Linked DNA regions of Rattus norvegicus: region 1 is linked to region 2. A link is a contact called in public Hi-C data. All regions are on one chromosome and are shown on one strand. Each heading gives the region's core, a stretch centred on a gene start, on an enhancer-like site or on the middle of the called end of the contact. The rest is flanking DNA. Distances are from core to core; before and after follow the strand shown. Region 1 overlaps Nudcd3 (NudC domain containing 3). Region 2 overlaps Camk2b (calcium/calmodulin-dependent protein kinase II beta).

What was found. A called contact is a pair of places that touch in the nucleus more often than the background predicts.
Region 1: a Hi-C map of psoas muscle shows a contact between it and region 2, with 4 times the contacts expected there. The contact joins two enhancer-like sites. A contact is called at or near these places in 11 of 12 Hi-C or Micro-C datasets (the A7r5 cell line, Schwann cells, frontal cortex and 6 more) and 1 of 1 datasets of contacts at active chromatin or transcription factors (oligodendrocytes).

Annotation. Positions count from the first base shown.
Region 1 is chr14:85,259,161-85,263,487 of GRCr8, forward strand. All of the region lies in intron 2 of Nudcd3 (NudC domain containing 3), which reads right to left. Among named protein-coding and RNA genes, the nearest start is that of Nudcd3, 12 kb to the right of the region's middle. Within about 2 kb of position 1,936, at least 8 of the 93 cell types and tissues checked have an H3K27ac peak or open chromatin away from gene starts, as enhancers often do.
Region 2 is chr14:85,088,028-85,092,744 of GRCr8, forward strand. Camk2b (calcium/calmodulin-dependent protein kinase II beta) reads right to left here. Exons shown (of 21, transcript NM_021739.2): 4 at 3,121-3,175. Among named protein-coding and RNA genes, the nearest start is that of Ykt6, 44 kb to the left of the region's middle. Within about 2 kb of position 2,349, at least 69 of the 93 cell types and tissues checked have an H3K27ac peak or open chromatin away from gene starts, as enhancers often do.

The DNA.
Region 1 (4,327 bases), core at 686-3,185, 170 kb after region 2:
GCCACAGAGTGCAGACTAAGGTGGCAAGCAAACAACCCTCTGCTCCTGGCTCCTGGCGTTCCACTTGCTCTCATTTCTCCCTGTAACATCTGAGCACACGCTGTGCGGCACCCACCCTTGTGCAAGGCCAGAGTAACTTCAGGCATATCATACCCGGAGTGCGGGAAGAACTCAAAGTGCAAAACAGAATGCTGGACATTCTCCACATACTGTTCAATAAAATAGAAAGACAGGTCGTAAAAGTTTACAGATACACATTTAAATATATGAAGATGTTTGCATACATAGGGAAGAAAATATCCCCAAAATTTAGTGAGGGGTAGTAAGCTTTTCTTCTTTTACATACTTACCTGTTTTCCAAATACTGCATGAGTATCATTCAAAAGAAAAACAAGTTTCTCTTTTTTAGGACAAACGCAGTAAAAACAATAGCTAGCGGCTGACTGAGCGACACCCTATCAGGAACCATGCTAAGTGGGTCTTCAGTATTCATTTCTTCAACCCTCACAACAACCTCCATGGAGTGACTTCTGACCGTGCCACCATGACTTTTCCAGGGACTGCCTATGATGGCACCTGAGAAACCCAGACCAGCCAATGGAGAACTATTATAAAGCTAAACCGAAGGGCCAGGTTTCCCAGGTAGTGTGACTGCGCCCAGAAAGCCTCTGACACAGGCCCTGACACAGCCTGCCTAAGGGGCATCAATGACACGAATGCCACCAAAGGTGTCAGCGCTACAGAATCAATGTCAACGTTCTCCTGAAACTTTTATGTTGAAGCCCTACCCCTCAAGGTGAGGCTACCTGCAGCTGGGATCTCTGGGAGATGATCAGGTCATAGGGGCTGAGCAGTCACTAATAAGGCTTAACAAACATAAGCAAGGAGCCAAGAAGCTCATCGACATGACAATTCAGAAAGAGGACAGATCAACCAGCCAGTGTACATGGCTATACCACGAGGAGGTAAAAGCAAGAAGACGAGAAGAATTCAAACCATACTTGGCTAAATAGTGGGTTTGAGGCCAGTCTGAAGTCAGACCGTGTTTTTAAAGAAAAAAGAAAAAGGAGAAAGAGGGTGGGGAAGACAACAACAATAAAAAGCACTGGGGACAGAGCCTAGCGGGACACTGCTGTAGCATATCCCAGCCCCGCACAAGGCATGCACCAGACTGTCAGGAAACCTCTTCCACATGATGCAATTCTCCCACCAGGAAATGCCTGGGTCCCTGTAATGCCTAGGCACAAAGGACACACTGGCAAAGCTATGAAATCATACTGATACCGATGGCTTCATTTAGTGCCATGCTCACATAGGCGGAGCAGCTCATACACCACCGTGTGGCTCCAGGAAGCCCTCTCCTCACACTGCCCACTCTACTCACCGGCATAGGCAGGAGAAAGCAACACAACAGCATGGGCTCACTCATGCATGGGAGAAAAGGCACCTGACCCCAGCACTCTGGTAACTGTTTCCAGGTGGTAACGCATGCTCCCTTTGTCTGTTTTGTGTGGGTTTTGGGTGGGGTGATCTTGGTTTTGTCTACCTGGTTATGGTTTTTTCTTTAGTCTTTGTCTTTTTGGAGAAGAGGGTTTCACTATGGAGCCCAAACCAGCCCCAAACTCACCATGGCTGGGTGATAACTGGTATTCTCTCTCTCTCTCTCTTTTTTTTTTTTTTTTTTTTTTGGTTCTTTTTTTCAGAGCTGGGGACCGAACCCAGGGCCTTGCGCTTCCCAGGCAAGCGCCCTACCACTGAGCTAAATCCCCAACCCCGATAACTGGTATTCTTATTACGACCTTTTCCCACTTCCTTCCTTTAGAAAGGGTTCTACTCATGATTTATATAAGAAAAACAGAACTGCCACATGCTGTCGAGAGCCTTTCCTCTACAGAGCTTTTTTTCGCTGCCTGCAGCGACACCTGCAGGTGGAGAGCCTGAACTGCAGGTGCTCTGATAGCTTGGCGGTGAGTACTGCGGTGAGGCCAAGAGGTGAACCAAGCAGGCCACAGAGAAAGAGCTGATGCCTGGCGGGAGATAGTGAAAGCTGTGTGTTCCACAGTACTAGTCATGCTCACAGGCACTGGTCACTGATCAACTGCAACACACACTGAGACAAAAAAACAACCCACAATATCTACTATGAACAACTCCCAAACCTATAAAACTATGATGTACTTCACAGTCTTACATAACCAAGAAATTTTTTTTGTCTCCAAATAAATGGATATTAAGTAGGTGTTTCAAGCACCCTGGTACTTCTGTTCCTTCAGTTTCTTCTTTTCCTCATTCCTTAAGTGGACTTTTACTGTGTTGCCCAGTCTGACTGATTGGTCTTAAACTTGCTAGCCTACCCTGGAGTTGCAACTAAAGGCATGTCCACCACATGCCAGGCTCAGACTGGGAGTCTCCTGACAGCAGGCTGAAAGAGCGAGACTCAGAGCAGAGCAACGGCGGCCTGTTAGTAAGGGAGACCGTATCAGAGTGACAGCAATATCCTTCACATAGACCCCTTAATCACCCACAGTACTGTGCCTGTAGCTTTGTGTAAAAACTCTACATCATTACACACAGGTAAAATGTACGCTGCAGCCAGCCATGGTGGTACACACCTACAATTCCATATCGGGAAGGTGGAGGTAGTAGGATCACACAAGGTTAAAAACAATCCTGTCTCCAAAGCAAAAGTAAAATAAGAAAAATGCTAAAATAATTCTTAAGAAAGAAATTAGCCCACAAAATGACTCAGTTGGGTGGTGCACATGTCACTAAACCTGATGACCTGAGCTCAGTCCCAGCACAGATATAATGTAAGGAAAGAGCTCTCTCTCTCTCTCTCTCTCTCTCTCTCTCTCTCTCTCTCTCTCTCTCTCACACACACACACACACACACACACACACACACACACACATGTAATTTTTAAAGCTATTACCATAAAACTTTAAGGCAGAGCACTGGCAATGAGGCAGGACCTGAGGACGAAAAGCAGCACAGTGCAGCCTGGCTAACACAAGTGTCTCTATCGTGGCTGTGAGGATTACAGAACTATTTGAGAGAAGGCGTAACTATATTCCAGAAGAGTTCATTGCACTGTTAGGCAAATTATGTTCCAAAGATACAAAACGATTGCTTCTCGGCATTTTGGCTGTGATGAAGTGTTAAACACACACAAATGCACCAAGTTTGATGGCCAGGCACTCCCAGCAAGGAGAGGCAAAGGCAGACAGATTTGTAGTTGAGACCAGGCTGGTCTACACAGCAAGTTCCAAGCCAGCCAGGATTACACAGTGAGAACCTGTATCAAAAAAACAAAACCAGAAACAACAAAAACTCCAAAAAAAAAGTATACTATATATACTAATAAATAACTTATAATAAGACTGGATATACAAAGTATAAACACATTATTACCTTGTCTTTCTTTCCCCAAGCATTTATGCAAAATTTTGTTGAGCATGTCAAGTGACTTTATCGAAGACCATCTGTCAATGCTGTATAAGAATGGCAGCAAATGATTCTCTAACAAAGGCATCAGAAACAGCAGTCACACAGGGGGTGCAGAAAGAAAGTGGAATCAGAGCTAAGCATGGTGGCACACACCTGTGATCCCAGCACTTGAGAGGTAGAAAAAGAATCAGGAGTTCAAGGTCATCCTGGGCTATAGATCTGTCTAGAAACCAAAGGAGGAAAAAAGGAAAAAGAAAAGAAATCAGTGTTCAAAGTCTCAGATCCTAGGTAACGGACTATGAAGAGGATACTGAAAGGGAGAGGTGCTTGAGCATAGATAGTCGCCTTAAGATTCTTCTTCAATTATTCAACTGACAGAATGACACAGCTTCACATCTACCATGGAGAGCTAATTGGTGGAGGAACTCCGGGGATCCAGCTCCAAGTGGAACTAAGAAAAGAAGCGCGTTTGACATTCCATTTTCAGACGCACAGAAACCGCACCTCAGCCGCAGCTGTAGACTGATGCTTCAGCTAGGAACTGACTCACCATTAAACTACTGAAAGGTGAGACACTACATATCTAAGCACAGAAAGAAAGGTCAGGACATCAGAGGTCTAACCTGAACAGCAACTAGAGAAGTAAAAACGTGGGTTTCGGAAACACATACAAATCTTCCCTTTAAACTCACTGCTATGGTAGCACTCGGACTGGCACCATAGCCAGAATGCAGCTTGCTGTTTAAGAACTTAAAAGAGAGCCCCACCATAAGGTAGTTATTCTTCTAGTCCATTACTCAAGCTAAATACAAATTTCTTTTTATTTTAGAAAATGCATTTTTTGGGGTTGGGGATTTAGCTCAGTGGTAGAGTGCTTGC
Region 2 (4,717 bases), core at 1,099-3,598:
TGACCACCACAGCACAATCACCGTCACCATGGCACCATGGCCACCACAGCACCATCACTGTCACCATGACCACCACAGTTGCCATCATCATGACCATCACAGTCAGTGCCATCATTGTCACCATGACCACCACAGTCAGCACCATCACTGTCACCATGACCACCACAGCACCATCACCGTCACCATGGCACCATGGCCACCACAGCACCATCACTGTCACCATGACCACCACAGTTGCCATCATCATGACCATCAGTCAGTGCCATCATTGTCACCATGACCACCACAGTCAGCACCATCACCCTCACAATGACCACCACAGTCAGCACCATCACCCTCACAATGACCACCACAGTCAGCACCATCACCCTCACAATGACCACCACAGTCAGCACCATCGCCATCACCATGACCAGCACAGTCAGTGCCATCACTGTCACCATGATCATCACAGTTGCACCATCACCATCACCATGACAACCACAGTCAGCGACATCACCATCACCATGACTACCAGTCAGCACCATCACTATCACCATGACCACCAGTCATCGCCATCACCGTCATTACCTTCTCCATCACTCTTCTTATGTCATCTTCATTACATCACCACGACCAACACCATGACCACCACCATCACTGTCATCATCGCTAACACCCCATCATCACCATCAGTGATCACCATTGTCATCACTGTTACCATCTAACCACCATGACTACTATCACCATACCATCATCATTGGCACCTCCATCCTCACACACACCCCCAGAGCGACAACTTATTAAGGACAAACTTGTTCATACCTGGTGGCATTTAAATGCTTTTTCCTTCACACATGTTCCCTGAGAAAACTGAGTTTCTTACACCCAAGTGGGCTCCCCAGAGCTGGCAGCACATGGGTTTGAGCCAGGGCTTCCCAGGGTTACTCCCGGCTCTGTGACCCTTAATCCTAGGTCTGAGACTGTCTAGCTTCCCTTATTCAATGCCCTGTTGCTTGGGCCATATTTGAAGCATCAAACAAGGGATTTAGTGCCTGGATCTGGGCTCCAGGGTGGGCTGACGTCTTGAAATACTTGAATGCCTGTCCCCAAGAGACCGTAGACAACATTGGTAGTATATCCGCCCACACGCTCTCCTGTTCTCTGTCTCTGTCTTCTTCCATCAAATGCCAATGGCAAAAGCGGAAATAGCAACACTGTGAATGGGTGGTTTGCACACACATGGACCAGGAGAGTCAGATCCAGCAGGAGCCCAGGTAAGGGGCTGTCATCCCCAGTGCTGTGTGATTGATAGCTTGAGTCTCAGCACAAAAGAAAGTTCTCGACCCAGGCTTTGAAAACTCAAGTCTGGGCAGAGAAAACGGCATAAGGCAATGCATCTTGGTATGGAGCTATAGTTCAAAGGATGCCCTTGGGGGGGGCCAGGGCCAGCTTCCCTGAGTAACTGCATGTGTCAGGCACTTGCATGTCGGTGTGCGGACACCAGGGCCATCTCTTGGTCCAGAGTCATGGCGCAGGGAGCTGAGCCTCTTCTCAGCTGGCTGCTGTGGGAGATGTGGGGTCACTGTTGGGAACCCTGCTCTGTAACTTGCATGCTTAGGCCTGGTGTGTACCAGTCACCTCCCAAATCCTGCAGAGCTCCCAACTGACAAGGCCTTGAGGGCTGCTGGGGTGCTAATCACCTCAGAACCTGCAACCCTGGAGGCTCTGGAGGTATGGGAGGCCTTCTGTCCAGACCACCTCCTCAGTCTCTCCCTGCAGCTGTCTGCCTGGCATATATTGGGAGGTCTGAGAGATAAATGTGTCATACCTACACATAAACACATCCAACCCTGCCCCCATCCACTCTCTTTCCTTCTCAGCTCCTAAAACAAGTACAGCCATCCGCTGGCCATCAGAGGCCCTGGGCATGACCACCCTCAGCCCACAGGCCTCTGTTTCTGGAGAAGAGAGGGTGGTGAAAGTGATTCTGAGGTACACAGGGGGAAAGTGAGCCTGCCCCACCTCAGGTCATAGGACTGATGTCTAAGCAGTCATCACCTGTTCTGTAGCTGATGATTCTAGGCACGGTCTTGTGGGACACACAGAGGTAGCTGAGAAATAAACAAATTCCATGCAGGGACAGCCTCTCTCAACACCCGAAGATACTACAAGGCAGAGAACGCTGAAGCCTGCAAGTCCAACCGCCTGGACATCTGTCATTTGCAGGAGGAAGAGCTGAGAGGTGGCCCTAGGAAGCTTCTTCCGGTTCCCATTCAGCCTGTTGCTCAAGGGTAGCCAGAGGGCATGAGGTAACCATAGTAACAGTACCAGAGCCAGGCTTCCCTGGATGTGCAGTCTGAAGGCTGCCTGGACAGGCCAAAGCCCCTGGGCCCCACCCAGCCCAGGGTCCTGAAGCAGCCCTGATTCACAGACAGCTAAATATAGTGCTTCTTAGCAGGAGCTGTCAAGAGTAAGGGAGATGAGATCATCGCTTCTAAATCCGGCAGGAAGTGAGAGGCGGAGTTGGCCCTGAACGCCTTCTCACTCAGCTACTGCACACACACTCATGCAAACACACTCACATATGCGTGCGGACACACACACACACACACACACACACACACACACACACACACACACGGAGGCCTGCATCCCCAAAACACACCAGTCACACTTCTAAGACGGACATGCCTGTTCACTCATGGACTTGACGCAGAGCATCTCTGCGCTTGCTCTAAGCCCAGGTGCTGTCACACACACGCACGCGTGCACACTTATCCTTCCACCCACGCTCATCAATGTGCATGCTCATGCCAACGCAGCATGACAGGCCTCAGGCGGGAGGGAGGTGAATGGACACTGGCTGCTCTCTGTGGTCTTCCCTCCACTGCCTCAGCCTACCAGCTTTCTGCATGGAGGACGTCCTCAGCATGTCAGATTCAGACTGTGGGTAAAAACCCGTGCATAGCCAAATCAGCGCTGGCTAGGCTGGACATGGCTGGGGATGAGGTACCCCCCTGCAGAAGTGCACTTAAGGAGAGTCCTGATGTGGGGACAGGCTTGCTCCTGAACCTGAGGAAGCTGTGGGCCCCATGCTGGGAGTGAAGGAAGGTGAGGGTCCTTGGATCTGGCACTTACAGGTCGAAGACCAGGTAGTGGAAGCCCTCTTCAGAGATGCTGTCATGGAGGCGTACTGCGGGGACAGAGAAGTCATGAGGAGTGGGAGGTAGCCCAGGATATTCCCTACTGCCCACCTCCACCCTGACGGGGCCCACACAGCACCAGTGCTGCAAGCTTGGGGGAGGGAACTCCTCTCTGTAGCCCACAGGGTCTCCCCCAAGATAAGGAGACTGCCTCGGGCTGGGGGAAGATACAAGCTGGCTTGAAGTGCTGCATGCTGAGCCAGAGGGAGCACCACAGAGTCCAGAGGGAGCACCACAGAGTCCGGAGGGAGCACCACAGAGTCCGGAGGGAGCATCATGGAGCTCTAGGCAGCACTTTGCCCCTCTATTGGCCCCTTTCTGCTCTCCTATTTCCCCTCACAGGAGCTGTGTCATCATGGGAGAGGTTTCTGCAGGAAACAAACCTATTTTCCACTCTGGACTATCCTCGGCAGAACAGAGCCTCCACTCAGAAGGATTACCAGGTATGGCAGCTTTCAGAGGCTCAGACCTTGACTTCTGACTCCCTCTTGGTCAGTGGGATCTAACAGTCTTCCTCTCTCTGGCCTATTTCCACACCAGTTGCTGAACTTGTATCCAGTGCCTGCCTGGACTGGGCTGAGGCCGATGGGCTCTCAGGAATGAGGAACTCTGATGGCAATGGCATGGGGGAGCTACCAGGTCTCGGCCTGGAGCTGCACTCTGCACCAAGCAGGAAGGATTTTCTAGGAATGAGTCACTCTGGGCCCTGCTCTCCCGCATGCGGATCCTGCCCTTTGCTAGAACAGCATCCCCTGCATGCCGGGGCTGCTCCGAGCGCCTTGCATGTGTTAGCTCGATCAGCTCACTAACCAGGGGCTGCAGAAAAGGGAGCTTCAGCAGAGAGGCCGATGAACCAGGCGAGGGCACAAGGCCCACAAGGGGTGAATGAGGCTGTGGGAGCTGGGGTCTGGCTCCGGTGTGTGTGCTGTGCTAGCCCTGGCCCTGTGCTCTTGGAGTCTTAAGTTCCACCTTGCTGCCTTCCACCACCCAAGACTGGGCCACGAGGCTGGAGGGTGAAGAGCAGCCACCTTCTCCCTGGTCCCACAGGACTCCGGGACCTCAGGCAGAAACAACCCACACAACTCCTGCTCCTGGCACCCTCCCCTCTGTCCTAGTTTCTAGCTGGCTGCCGGCACCCTCCCTCCTGGCACCGGTCTTCCCAGGCACCGTCCTGATAGTATCCTTATGCCTAGGAACTCTGATCTGTCCCACGCCCCCACTTGGTTCCGGACACCTTAACCCCATGATGCCTTTCACCTTTAGCACACCAGGCCCCAGGCCTTCCGTAGAGACAGGAAATAGAACACCCACTGTGGCCGCCAAAGTAGACGTGTGGATTGGGAGGGATCCTCCCACTTACCTGAGCCCAGTGTGCAGCTCTATAAAATGGAAGAATCCCCTGTTCGTAGGGTGCTGTGAGCTGTGTTCCTATGTGAAGCAGTGAGTGCTCCCTGAGCCACAGCCCTGTGTCTGTCACTGTTGTCACCGTAGTATAATAAACACCAGATGACTGAAGCTCAGAGTCTGAGGCC